3 separate regions of the Zea mays genome follow, and regions 1 and 3 are each linked to region 2. The links are chromatin contacts, called in public Hi-C maps. All regions are on one chromosome and are shown on one strand. The core of a region is the stretch at or near the end of the contact, and the rest is flanking DNA. Distances in the headings are between cores, read along the strand shown.

The links. A called contact is a pair of places that touch in the nucleus more often than the background predicts.
Region 1: a contact with region 2 is called in a Hi-C map of leaf, with 4 times the contacts expected there. The contact joins the promoter of LOC542095 here to the promoter of LOC100278917 in region 2. A contact is called at or near these places in 5 of 25 Hi-C or Micro-C datasets (bundle sheath, ear, endosperm and 2 more).
Region 3: a contact with region 2 is called in a Hi-C map of tassel, with 2.4 times the contacts expected there. The contact joins the promoter of LOC100278455 here to the promoter of LOC100278917 in region 2. A contact is called at or near these places in 3 of 25 Hi-C or Micro-C datasets (ear, leaf and tassel).

What each region holds. Positions count from the first base shown.
Region 1 is chr7:134,551,909-134,555,934 of Zm-B73-REFERENCE-NAM-5.0, forward strand. It overlaps LOC542095 (isoamylase-type starch debranching enzyme ISO3), which reads right to left and starts at 2,328. Exons shown (of 24, transcript NM_001111728.2): 1 at 2,082-2,328; 2 at 1,889-1,952; 3 at 1,725-1,799; 4 at 1,285-1,442; 5 at 355-442. The coding sequence starts at 2,188.
Region 2 is chr7:134,811,157-134,815,350 of Zm-B73-REFERENCE-NAM-5.0, forward strand. LOC100278917 (protein SCAI homolog) reads left to right here and starts at 1,333. Exons shown (of 9, transcript NM_001346998.1): 1 at 1,333-2,031; 2 at 2,791-2,997; 3 at 3,120-3,359; 4 at 3,902-3,968; 5 at 4,061-4,194. The coding sequence starts at 1,501.
Region 3 is chr7:135,215,138-135,219,012 of Zm-B73-REFERENCE-NAM-5.0, forward strand. It overlaps LOC100278455, which reads left to right and starts at 2,085. Exons shown (of 1, transcript NM_001151729.2): 1 at 2,085-3,086. The coding sequence starts at 2,426. The coding sequence ends at 2,872. LOC100277473 (a long non-coding RNA gene) reads right to left here. Exons shown (of 2, transcript NR_157099.1): 2 at 3,259-3,535.

The DNA of each region.
Region 1 (4,026 bases), core at 1,078-3,577, 260 kb before region 2:
AAGGGGCACCAAAACAGATAGAGGGCAAAGAAGCTAGAACTGATGAAGCAAAATAGCTCATTTTATGAGACAGTACTCAACAGTGCTTTCTGTCAACAGGGAAGATAGGCTCATAACAGAAGGTCAGCAATTTGAAAATATGGGTATCACGTCAGGTACAGTCCCTCCCAAATGCAGGTGATCTTTATTAAATGGAGCATGCACTAGTGAATATGTAACCACAATAAAAATATACATAAGAAAAAATATTGCGGTTCTTGTTTGATGAATGTTAGTGCGGAGCAAGCTGTCCATAAAAAAGAATAATGTGTTTATCTCCAAAGGTAAAATAGTATCAGAACTAAAGAAAATTACCTCCACTGACACATGCCATATATCTCCAGTTTTGTTCTTCTGGCGGTCTAAAGCAAACTCTACAATGTCCACATCATCTTGGTTGCCTCTGAAAAAAAATCAGAAGGCATATTGAGTATGCCATATTACTTTTCGAGAGCAAGAAGTAAAAGGCTACAATTCAGTGCTTTTCAGCATGGTGATGATTTGAACCAAGCTCCAAGTTTACAATTCAGATCATTACAGGAAATAAATGTGAGGGATCATGAACTATATCATTCTTTGTGGACCCTATCAGGTAATAGTCCTTCAGTTATGGCTTCGATTTGGTTGTTGGTATGTTGTGTGATGAAATGGAAATTTCATTTATTAGGGATCATTTCAGTAAAAGTGATATCGGTTATAACCATTACAGTATTTAAACTTTAGATTTTTTCTAATTTCTTTCAGCACAGAATTGGTGTCATCACTAAGTTAAATTGAAAATATAGAGTTTGACTGAGTGGGAATTGTTTTCCATATAGGAAATATTACTATCGACCAGTTTCATCCCTATATGATTCTTTTCAGTTGGTGGATGATCAGGGGTGAGGGTGACAGGGTGTTCATTGAAGCACTTCAGATTTCAGTGTGCCAAGCGCATCCCAAAACACCAAATGATGTGTGGCGGGTTGTGCAAACAGTATTGACATCTCTTTGAAACCCTGAAACAAGAGTAGCCATGGACTGACTAACCAAGGTTTAATATGCAAAGAAAGCAACCATGAAGTATGAACACATACAGTAACAGTGGTAACTAAAATTGTATGGAGAAGATTAGAATTCTAAGGTGGCAAAAAAACTACAAGCTCATATCTGAAGGGAAACAAAAGAAGTTCAGTTAACTAGCCAGCAGTTAGGTCGAATGACATGGAAAGTAACATCACAACACAGTTTGAGGGAAAATATTACCTCTCAGGAAAATTCAAGCAAAGGGTGACAGAAGAAGCATGTTGTGAGAATATTGCAAAATTTAACCCATCGTCAACTTGTGACACTCCTAGGGGGAAGGCTTTGCCTGAAGAATATTTCAAGGGCACTTCATTGCCAGATGAAGTGTGTCCCATTTCCTGTAAATACGAAATGGATAAACATCATCCCCAAAAGAACACATGACAAACAATGCACAGTAAGTTCAGATGCAAAATTCAATTTTGGAATAGCAAAATGTGTCAGGATACACTACAGCGTATAAATACAGAACACATTTGCATACAACAAAAATTTACTTGCACGGTACCAACCCATCACTTGAAACTGGCCAATGATATCAAGCAACATAATATAATGAACCAGTGGTTCAATGAAATAGTAGTGCGCTACAGGCCCTGGAGCATGGTGTGATTAGATACCTTGGTCACACTCCTCCCCGCCTTCCCGCTCTGAACTTTCGTCGTGGTACTCCGCAAGGCATCAAATCCCTGTACCTGCGCCACCACGAAATTTGCTTATATCAGATAATCCACAGATCAGCATGCCACTGAGGCACAAACCTACCAAAAATCGAGACACCTGCCTTTCCAAAATACCCTCCTCCTCCTCCACACCCTGACGCGATCCCAAGCTTAGTCTCCGCAAAACTGCACAGACTCACAGCGAGCACAGCATTCAGTGTCGAGCCAAGCCGCGCCACGAATCGAAGGAATGTAGCAGTAGCACGTCGAAATCAACCATCTGATCTGATCGAGACCCACGACAGAACCACTCACCGATTGCCGAGCCCGAGGTGGCTAGGGGGGCGCAGGAGCGCGCTGCGTCGAGTAGCTGCGGCGGCAACGGGGCGCAGCGGGGGCCGATTTGTACCGACGGAATCCATCCAAGCGTGGGACCGAGGAGTGTGATCGGACGCTGGTAAGGGAATGGGGCTAGTTTTAGGGGTGGCGGTAGGGGAGTGAGGAGCGGCGGGGAAGAGACGGAGATGCTGATCTCACCTTGGGGAGCGCGCGCGGAAGGGACGGACGGGGACTCCAGGCCTCCGGGACACGTGGTTGTCCATGCGCGGAGTTGGAGTTGGAGCAGACTCGGCCGCTCGGGAGGATAGCAAGATGGGCGGACGGCCTTTCTCTTGTGGCTCGATCGGGGCCGTCGCCTCTTTCTCATCTCCTTTATACTTTCTGTCTTCCTCGCTTAGATTTTTCTTGTTCCCAATCCCAATCCCAACTCGAGCCCCCAATGTACGCAGGATTTTTTTCTTATTTGTTATAGTTATTATGGGTTAGATTTGATATGAGTCCTTTTGATTGTCTCCATTTAAAATAAAAATAAAAATGACAGTAGTAGCGTAGAAGATAGTTAAATTTTGTGATGTTTCCTGCGTGCAACAGAATATCATAAAAATTAACTGACTCTAATGTTACATAGACCGTTTGTTTCCTAAATGTACGAATATGATGCACAAGAATGTTTAAGCAATATAATGCACAAAAAAAGTACGTAAAACTGATAAAAGATATCAACTAAAAGATAACGTAATGATAAATACCACATATAAAAATTCAATTGGCGTTTAATACCAATTTCTATGATATGTCATACCAACAAGGATATGTCTCTTGTAAGTAGGGATGACAATGGATGTGATTTATCCGCGTACCCGCGGATAAAAAAACCCGTTGAACACGGTTTTGGGTACGAGTCTGTATCCATGGATACGGATACGGATAGCATTTGATATCCGTGGATATTTTTAAAATGGATACGAAAAATCAGTATCCATACCCAAATACCCGAATATCCGTTAAAATATCCCGTACTCCCGTCCCACAAGGCCACAAGCCTAGATTCCACCGTTCCAGGCAGCGAAGCCCTCACTCGGTCGCTCTCGCTCCGGACCCACTCCATCTCTCCTCTGATCCTCTCTCACTCCTACCGCCGCCGCCCACTCCATCTCTCCTCTCCCAGACTCCGACTCCTACCGCATCCGCTATCGGGTGCTGCCACCGCGCCCGCCAGTCCGCCACCACAGTCCCTGCTATATTTGATATTTAAATCCAGCACTTTTCTTCATTTTTCCAATATATTATATTTAAAGTATATAGATACTAATGTGCATGCAACTTTATTTTAGATGCTCGTGATGGAAGATTCAATAGTGGGCAAACGGATATGATATCATATTTAAATTTGCTGGACAAATATGATATCATATTTGAATTTGCTGGATTTAAATATGTTGTATGTGTAGTGGGCAAACGGATATATCCGCGGATATCCGTTACCCGCGGGTAACGGATGTGGATACTGTTTATTATCTATAGCGGGTAACGGGTACGGGTTCGGATATCGGATATAAGTCACAGATATGGATGTCCAGAGACACTATCCATGGATAGTTTATCCGTTGCCATCCCTACTTGTAAGTGATTATCCATGCTTAGTTTCTGGACTTTATTTTCTTCAATTAGATTATTACACATATAATAAGTTTGAAAAGGGTGTTAGTGTGAAAATATTGAGCCACATAGTAACATCTACCTAAAAGTGTGCATCCAGGTTTGAAATACTTTATAGTACTTGTAGAAGACATGTTCTTAAACTTTTAAGGTCAACATATGACTTGAAAAAATAATATCACATGAAAATGAGTATTACTTTAGATGATATTTGGGGTAAAGTGGACTTTACCACATATAACATAAACCACTTGTCAACAAA
Region 2 (4,194 bases), core at 83-2,582:
GCGCATACAGCACTCAACTCCAACCACGTGGCAATATCTTTTCGCGGTGAAGGGGAGACGGCCGGAGGCTCCACTGCTCTCCAGCAATCCAGCACCCAGCAGAGCCGCCGCCGGTGTTGCTGTTGCGTCAGCTAGTTAATCCTGGCCGCGGCACAAAGACCCTGGGTCGCGGATGAATTTGTCAATGGACGCCCGGCCGCTCGGCAATGCGAGGGCCAACCTGTTCCAAGCAGGCATTCGGCATTCCCCCCTCGGCGCGGATCCGGGGACAGCTCATCAGTGCCACGGCCGTGGGTGTTTGTTTGAGATTATAATCTATCTAGATTATATAATCTAACAACTTTTGAACTAAGAGTTAGTTCAAAAATTGTTGGATTATATAATCTAGGTGGATTATAATCCCAAACAAACACCCCCTTCACGGGTGCTCTGCTCTGGCGGTGCGGAGTAGGTCGGTGCCGAATGATTGCGGCGATGCAAAAGCTCCAGCCAGCAGAATGATGGCCAGCGAAAGTTAGTGGCCTGCTTTGTTCTTTGTTTGATCGAGCAAGGCGCTCCCGTTTGTCTCTCTGGCATGGCTGGACGGCTGGTACCGCATATTCCATAGGCGGAACGGAAGGAGCAGTTGCGTTAGCTTCAGTTTTTTTTTTCTGTCGTTTTTTTTCCCACCTGGACGATCGACATCATGAGGAGAATAAAAAGAACGTGAACAACCTACGTCAACCTAAGCTACCATGGGAAGGAAGCTCGGAACATGACACGCTCCGGCGACGGCTGCGAACCGCGGGTGGCCAGCGGGGAGTGTAATCGGTAATCCTCCTCCTGGTCAAAAGAACATGTTATCGGCTGTTTAAGGATCATTTCAGTTTCAGGGATGTTCGGTCCAATCCTATGCCCCTGGAGTCAAACGCCTGATTAGAAACCCAAACACAGGAACCCTAACCTCACTGTCGGCATGTAATGACAAACAAACATAGATTTGACCGGTGTCATGCATCGTGCATGCTTATTCTCATCTGCGTTCGCCGGACGTATGAAAGCATAGATTATTCCTGATTGCATCGGGAGTCAATTCTGGAGTGAGGGCCAGCAATTTCCTTGGTTCCAACTTCCAAGTCCAAGTTCGGTTTAGGTTAAAGAGAAGCGATTGCGATTGTGCAGAGAAGAGACAGTGGGGTCTGGGGGAAGCCATTATTTAAACAAAGTCCAAATCATTGACTCATAAGAGCCCAATTAGGCGTTCCCAAAATCACAGCATTTTTATCGCAACAGCACACAGCTCATCCCCCGGCTGCTCGCTTTTTATCACTTCTCCCTTCTCGAAACACAGACGAACACCTTTCTTTTATTACTCTCCTGTCCCCCTCCCTCTCTCATCAACCATCACCTCCGTCCCGTCCGCCTCCCATTCGCTCAAACCGGAAGGAGGAGGAGGGCGAATTAAAGCCTCGCCTCCCGCCCCCGCCCCCGCCCCCGCCCCCCACCGCGTCGCCGGCGCCGATGGCCGACGGCGGGGCCGGCGCGTACCGGGAGTTCAAGGCGCTGGCGGAGGCGGCGGACCGCAAGTTCGCGCGCGCGCGGGACCTGCCGCTCTACGGCGGCGGGGACCACCACAGCCGGAAGGCGTTCAAGGCCTACACGCGGCTCTGGCGCCTGCAGCAGGAGCGCCGCCGGGAGCTCGTCGCCGCCGGCCTCCGCCGCTGGGAGATCGGCGAGGTGGCCTCCCGGATCGGCCAGCTCTACTACGCGCGCTACCTCCGCGCCGCCGAGCCGCGCTCGCTCGTCGGCGCCTACGTCTTCTACGAGGCCATATACAGCCGCGGCTACTTCGGCGCGGCCGCGGCAGCGGTGGGGACGGACGGCGGCGGCGGCGGCGTCAGCCGCCACCAGGCGCTCCTGATCCGGTACAAGGAGCTTCGGTTCATCGCGCGGTTCCTCGTCGTGGCCATGCTGATGCGGCGGGCCGAGGCGGTGGACCACCTCGCCGCACGCCTACGTGCGCTCGTCGAGGAGACCAAGGCTGCGTACCCCGTAAGAAGCTATCCTCTTGTTAATTGGGGAACCTGAGTGAAATTTACGAGACGTGTTTTTGGCTGCACATTTGGGGTCCTTTACCCTAAGGCCATGATTTACCTTAAACTTTAGCGGTGAAGAGCTTGCTTTTCTACTCACGTTCGCGTCACTAACAGTACTCTCGTTCAGTTGGAGGAACCTCCGCATTGGGTATTTTGAGTTCATCTGCTTCTAAGCCAGGGTTTTTTCTGTTCGCTTAATTGGCTTGTTCAATTTGAGTTGGCCGAATTTTCAGTTTCCTTTGTGTTCCGGTCGTCATGATTTTGCTTCCTTGTGCACACTGTAGTTGCAGTAAATAATAAGCGCAGCCTTTTATTGTGGGGATTAGCGGCAAACAGGGAGCATCTGGAGTCAGCAGGGTGCAGTTAGAAGTTTGTTTTCGTTTCTATCTTTCCTGCTAAATTAGAGGCAGCGGATGCTCTTTTTTTCTGCCGGTTCAGTTATTCCAAGGTGTCTCTGGTTGAAGCGAAATTGACTGTTGGCAACATAATGCCACCCGGTTCTTACATTGCTTAATTGAAGAAAATGAGATATATGCCTAATGTTCGTGTATTGAATATTTTGTATCCTAAACAAAAGATAGGCATTTTGGAAGTTATGATGTTTGTAGTTTGTTTCTGTGTTCCTTAATTTTTATTCCAGTTCATTCATATCAATATGTGCATACTACCATGAACTTATATCCTGATGACAACATTGTGACCTTGTACATTTTAGAAAACAAACTTCAAGGAATGGAAGCAAGTACTTCAAGAACTTGGCAGATTTTTGAAGGCTGATGGAGCATATAAAGGATCTAGATCACTAAGATATGACAACTTATTTGATTCTTATCCATCGAACCTTGTATCTATTGCACGATTCCATTCAAAAAGGGTGCTCAAACTGAAGGAAGCTGTGCTAACAAGCTACCGCAGAAATGAGGTTACACATAACTGTTACCCTGTTGGAAATAATTTTAATATTCATGTATTTTTCTTTTGTCTTTTACGCCAATGTGCTGAACAGCTGAAAATATCTCTCATAGCCTTTTTTTTTACATGCAGATCAAGTTCACAGAACTAACTTTGGATACATTCAGAATGCTACAGTGTTTAGAGTGGGAACCCACTGGGTCTTATCAGATTGCTGCTAAAGAACTTACAGAAAATGGCACTGTAAGTGATCAGAGTGGACCCTCTGGTCTGATTGATATTCAACTGTCAACAGAAATATCTGATGGAAGTCTTCCTTCAAATCCTCAAAAGGCAATCATATATCATCCTACAGCCGCTCATCTTTTAGCAGTATGTGGCCACTTTGATTGTTCCTTTCCCTTTTGAACTCCATCTTGTGCATAATATTGGCAGACACATGAACTTTTCGTAGGATTGCATATTTCCTTGTATTTTTTTTCAGAAACCTGAATGATGGCATTGGTGTTTTAGTGCTAAGGTGTGCCAATGCTCTTATTCGTTACAATGACAATGCTATATGCTGTTGTGATTAATTGTGTCCATGGTCCTGAAGCATGCCTCCGTTGGTGGGCCAGACCAAAAGAAAGAGTACCAATTTATCATGAATCACATGCTTCTAACAAAAAAAGTATAAATATACTTTCATAAGTATGATTGTAATAAGAAAGAAGTGGTTTTATGGCACACTTTCAACAAAATTGGTTTGGCAGCCTTGTCCATAAATTCATTAGTTGGCATGTTCTGGGTGCGTTCATACTTTCACTTGATCTGAAACAATATTATTATATCAGAGAAATGATGGTTTCCCCTCGTTTTGCTATAGAACCTTGTTTCCATACTGTTGAGTGTTGATTCATAGTTTTACAATACAGGTTCTAGCAACAATTTGTGAAGAGCTCTCTCAAGATAGCATTTTACTCATCTATATATCAGCGTCAGGTTAGTTGTTCTGTCTCTCGTACTTCAGTTTATGTTGCACTTTTGTTTTCGATCACCTGTTACCCTTCTGAGATTTGTGATTATCTTGTTAGGGTCTGCTGAGCAGAGTTTTGCTAGTCAAAAGTTTGGCTCTAGCTCATCTCGTGCGAGGGCTGCCTCTGCCTTCCCCACTGATAAGCCAAACTCGCATAACAGTTCTGATAATCATCTATGGCTTGGCCCCCGT
Region 3 (3,875 bases), core at 835-3,334, 400 kb after region 2:
TATTAGAGAGGAGAAACACTTACAAGACACTCACGAAGACAAAAAAGGGGGGAGGGAAGAAAGAAGAAGGGCAAAACTCAACCACCTACTGCTAAATACAACTCCGAGACCACCAGGCCCAAACTAACCCAATAGAGCACCAACTAGCTCTTTCACTAAAGAAGCGACCTGATCTGGATTCTTCTGCTGATTCCTAAAGATCCTGTTGTTTTTTTCTAACCATAAGCTCCACAAAAAATAGATCAGAAGCCCGTCGATTTTTTTTTCTAGATTGCCTATTACAGAGACCTCTTAGATTTCTCCACCAACCATACAGGTGATGAAAATTTCATAAGGGGAAAAATGAAGAGGAGGTAGATGGCACCAAAACTTTCGTATACACAAGGTGCTCAGCCGCTCAGGCCATCAACATCGTCAGGTACGAGGATCTTCCTTGCACTCCAATACAATATCTCCATCACCGACGTGCTAGTTAGTACCTAGTATTGGCTGCGATGGGTATAGGCTCTAGGCTGGTCCTATAGTTGTTGCTCAAGTGGCTGATGATGTGCTCTCTTGGCTGTCCTTTCGCCTTCATGACTTTGGGAAAGCGTATTGGAGGACTTGTTCAACGATGCGCAGCCGTGGACGCCTGGCCTCTAGCAGCTCGACAGGCAATGGCGCAGGGCCGATAATATGATTGGAACCGACAGGTACTCGCGCAGGGCCGATAATACGATTGGGGGGGAAGGCCCTCGAATCCTCCTCGATCGCATCGCGGATGTGGATGCTGTTGGGCCTCGGTCTTAGTTGTCTTTTTCCACCTCTATCTGCGGTAGTTTGCAATGCTCATGTAATTGTCTTTTGTTATTTTTTTTTGTTTATTTATTTATCGTCTCCCTCGACCCTCGATTCCAAATTATAAACTATTTATATCATAATAAAAATAATATATCAAAAAACCAATATATATTGCAACTTTAAATAGAGTTTGTGGTCTTGCAATTGGAAATAGAGATGGAGGGTGCATCAGTGCCCAGTTTTCCAAGATCGTGCAGACCGCCTACACTTTTGCCACGCTTTGAAGGTAACGATCTCAAGGTATAAATGGGTTTGAATCTAACAATCTCAGATCAATAACACATGGGCCACTACGAACATAATCCAAACTGGACCAGAGTATTTAATCAAATTGGCAATGGCCTGTGACAACTGACATTCGTCAGGGGAAAAAATGAACGGCCGGAGTAAAAAGACGCACGTGAGCAGGTTCAGGCCTTCAGGGGTTCAGTGCTCTATGGCCATCAAAAGATGCATCAAGCTGGGCTGGGCTCAGCATTTTTCTTACCAGTACCGCAAGCACTTGTCCCTGACAGCCTCTGACTTCCTGAAAGCTTCAGGATCAATTCAGGCAGGCAGCGGTAGTCGTAGCCTTGTTCGTCCCTCCAACTTGGAGGAAAGGATGCCACATACTCAAGTTTGGCATCCGCTGATCCACACAGGAAAACAACCGTGTCAGCGGAATAAAATATAACCGGTGCGTTTAGTAGCCTGTCAGATTCCAGCATACTCCTGCTGCTAGCTATGTGGCACAACAAACTTTCAGCGTCTCTGGGATGTCAGTAACCATCAAACTGCAGTCTCAGGAGTTAACAAACAGAATGCAACCACTGATTATTACGATAGAACTGGAAAACAAAATACGGCACGTGAATCTAATGGCTGAGCCTAATTGGTAATTGTCTGCACGCGGATGCTAAAGCAAACAAAAGACATGTTCTCCTGGTCCTGTAACGCAAGACATGTGTCATAAACAAGTTACGCATTTGCATGACAGGCAGACACAGCAGCGACAACAAACCTTTTGAGCTATGCCAGCCTCATTCTAACCTTCCAATCCTACCAAATCATGGCCCAACCCATGCACGTATACCTCTGACAGGACCCCACCATGAGGCGAGAGTCCAAGGCCACATGGACTACAGGTGGAAATACCTGGAACACTGCATTGCAAGCAAATGTTCTCCCCGCTGCCTTTGGTAGCAACAGAAGGTACAGAAATAGTTGAGAAAGTTATGAGGAACAGTTGGAAGGATAGGCTGCCTTTCCAATTTAAAGGCACTGCCATCGTTTCTTCAGCCCCATGACAAGCTTCCACACAGTCACAAGCAACCACCTTGCATAGTTCTTAGCCTCATGGAATTCTGCCCCTACCCTGCATTGTCTGCCCTGTGAAGAGAGAGACCAGAGAGAGAGAGGGCTTCGATGCTCTTCTCAGGCTGCAGGTCAAGGAGTGAGAACAAGAAAGCCTTCTTTGAAGTTGGGTTGTTGAGGTGCTCTGAAGAAGTATTAGCGTGTGTTCCATCAGTCAGTTCTCTCATAATTTCATCTTCCTTTCCTTGTGTTGTCCTTGGCCTCTCTTTCTGTGTCCCTGCACTCTCTTGTTATGGACTCCTCTCAGCTTACTGGGGACAATGCTGAAGAGTGCAACAGTAATGAATCTGGGTGGACGATGTACCTGGGCTCCCCAGTGAACAGTGATGATCTCAAAGCCAATGGCAGCAAATGGAGTAATGTTGGCAGTGGCTGTAGCAATGGTAGAAGCAAAAACGACAACATGGATTATGATGATGGAGACTATGATTCATTAGCTTCTGATGCTTCCACAGGACCAGCTCAAGTGAAGGTGCTTAATGGCAAGGAAAAGAAAATTCATGAGAAAAGAGACAATTCCATAGAAGAACAAGATAGCGATGAGCAAGACGAACAAACCAAGCTCCCTAACAACTGTGACAAAAAGGCAGGCAAGATGAAGAAGGAAGAGAAGACCACCAGAAGGAGCCACAACAAGAGACGTAGTTCCTGTTCTTCACGAACAAGCTTCTTTAGGTAACTGTTGTAAAACCCTTGTAGGATGTCTCCCAACCATTTACAATCTAGCTAAAATCAGCATGGGGAATGCAAATCTTTTGGGATCTTAGGGCAAATATGTACCCCTTAGATACTCTTATCACCATCCTCATAGTATCATATAAAAAAGTGCATGTATTTATATAGATATTAACAGAGGGCACTCTCTCCAGATATATTTCGAAGGTTGTTCTCTATTTAATTGCTTTTTTACTTCTTCCCAGTATGTGTAGGGTTTGAAATGTTTTTATATGGCTGCAAAGTGGCAATTTTACTAACAGAAAGAGCTACTAAACTCTATGAAAGAGAGAAATTTATTTTGCCGATTAAGCATCCAGGGTAAACCAATTGACACCAGGGGTTCATTTCTGGCCGTTAAACATGCGAATTAAACAATGCACATACTATTTATATGAGACGTAAATCTTGAAAGAGAGACTGATTACAAAAACTATAGTACAAAGTACAAACATCTCGTTTACAAACCAGCATAAAGAAACATACACGTGGTACAAGAGCCTATAGCTATCACCTGATGTGTGCAATCGACTACTCTTTGCATCTGTAAGTGCTATAAAGCAGTTGATTAAAGCACCTCCTCTGCAATTGATGTGGAGGAATTATACCAGCAACAGTATTACGATCCCTGAAATCGAGCAAGAAAGCCTTGATTGAACTAGTAGATACAAGATGAACCAAAAAGTATATCTAGCATGACAGATGAAAGTCAATGTAGAGTTGTAGACGCTATATGAGCATACAACAAATCTACAATGTCAACCGTCATGATAAATGTTAGTTCATTATCACTCTGCTCATGATGTTTGCCTCGCAATATACAGCTTTCTACGAAAGCCTTGAACATATTATATATACAATTCAAGCAAAAAAGAAATTACATACAGCAAAGATACCTAGAAAGGATTGTCTGAATAGTGTCTGAATGGCCCACACTAGAATATAGAGATATCAAAGTCCTCAACAGG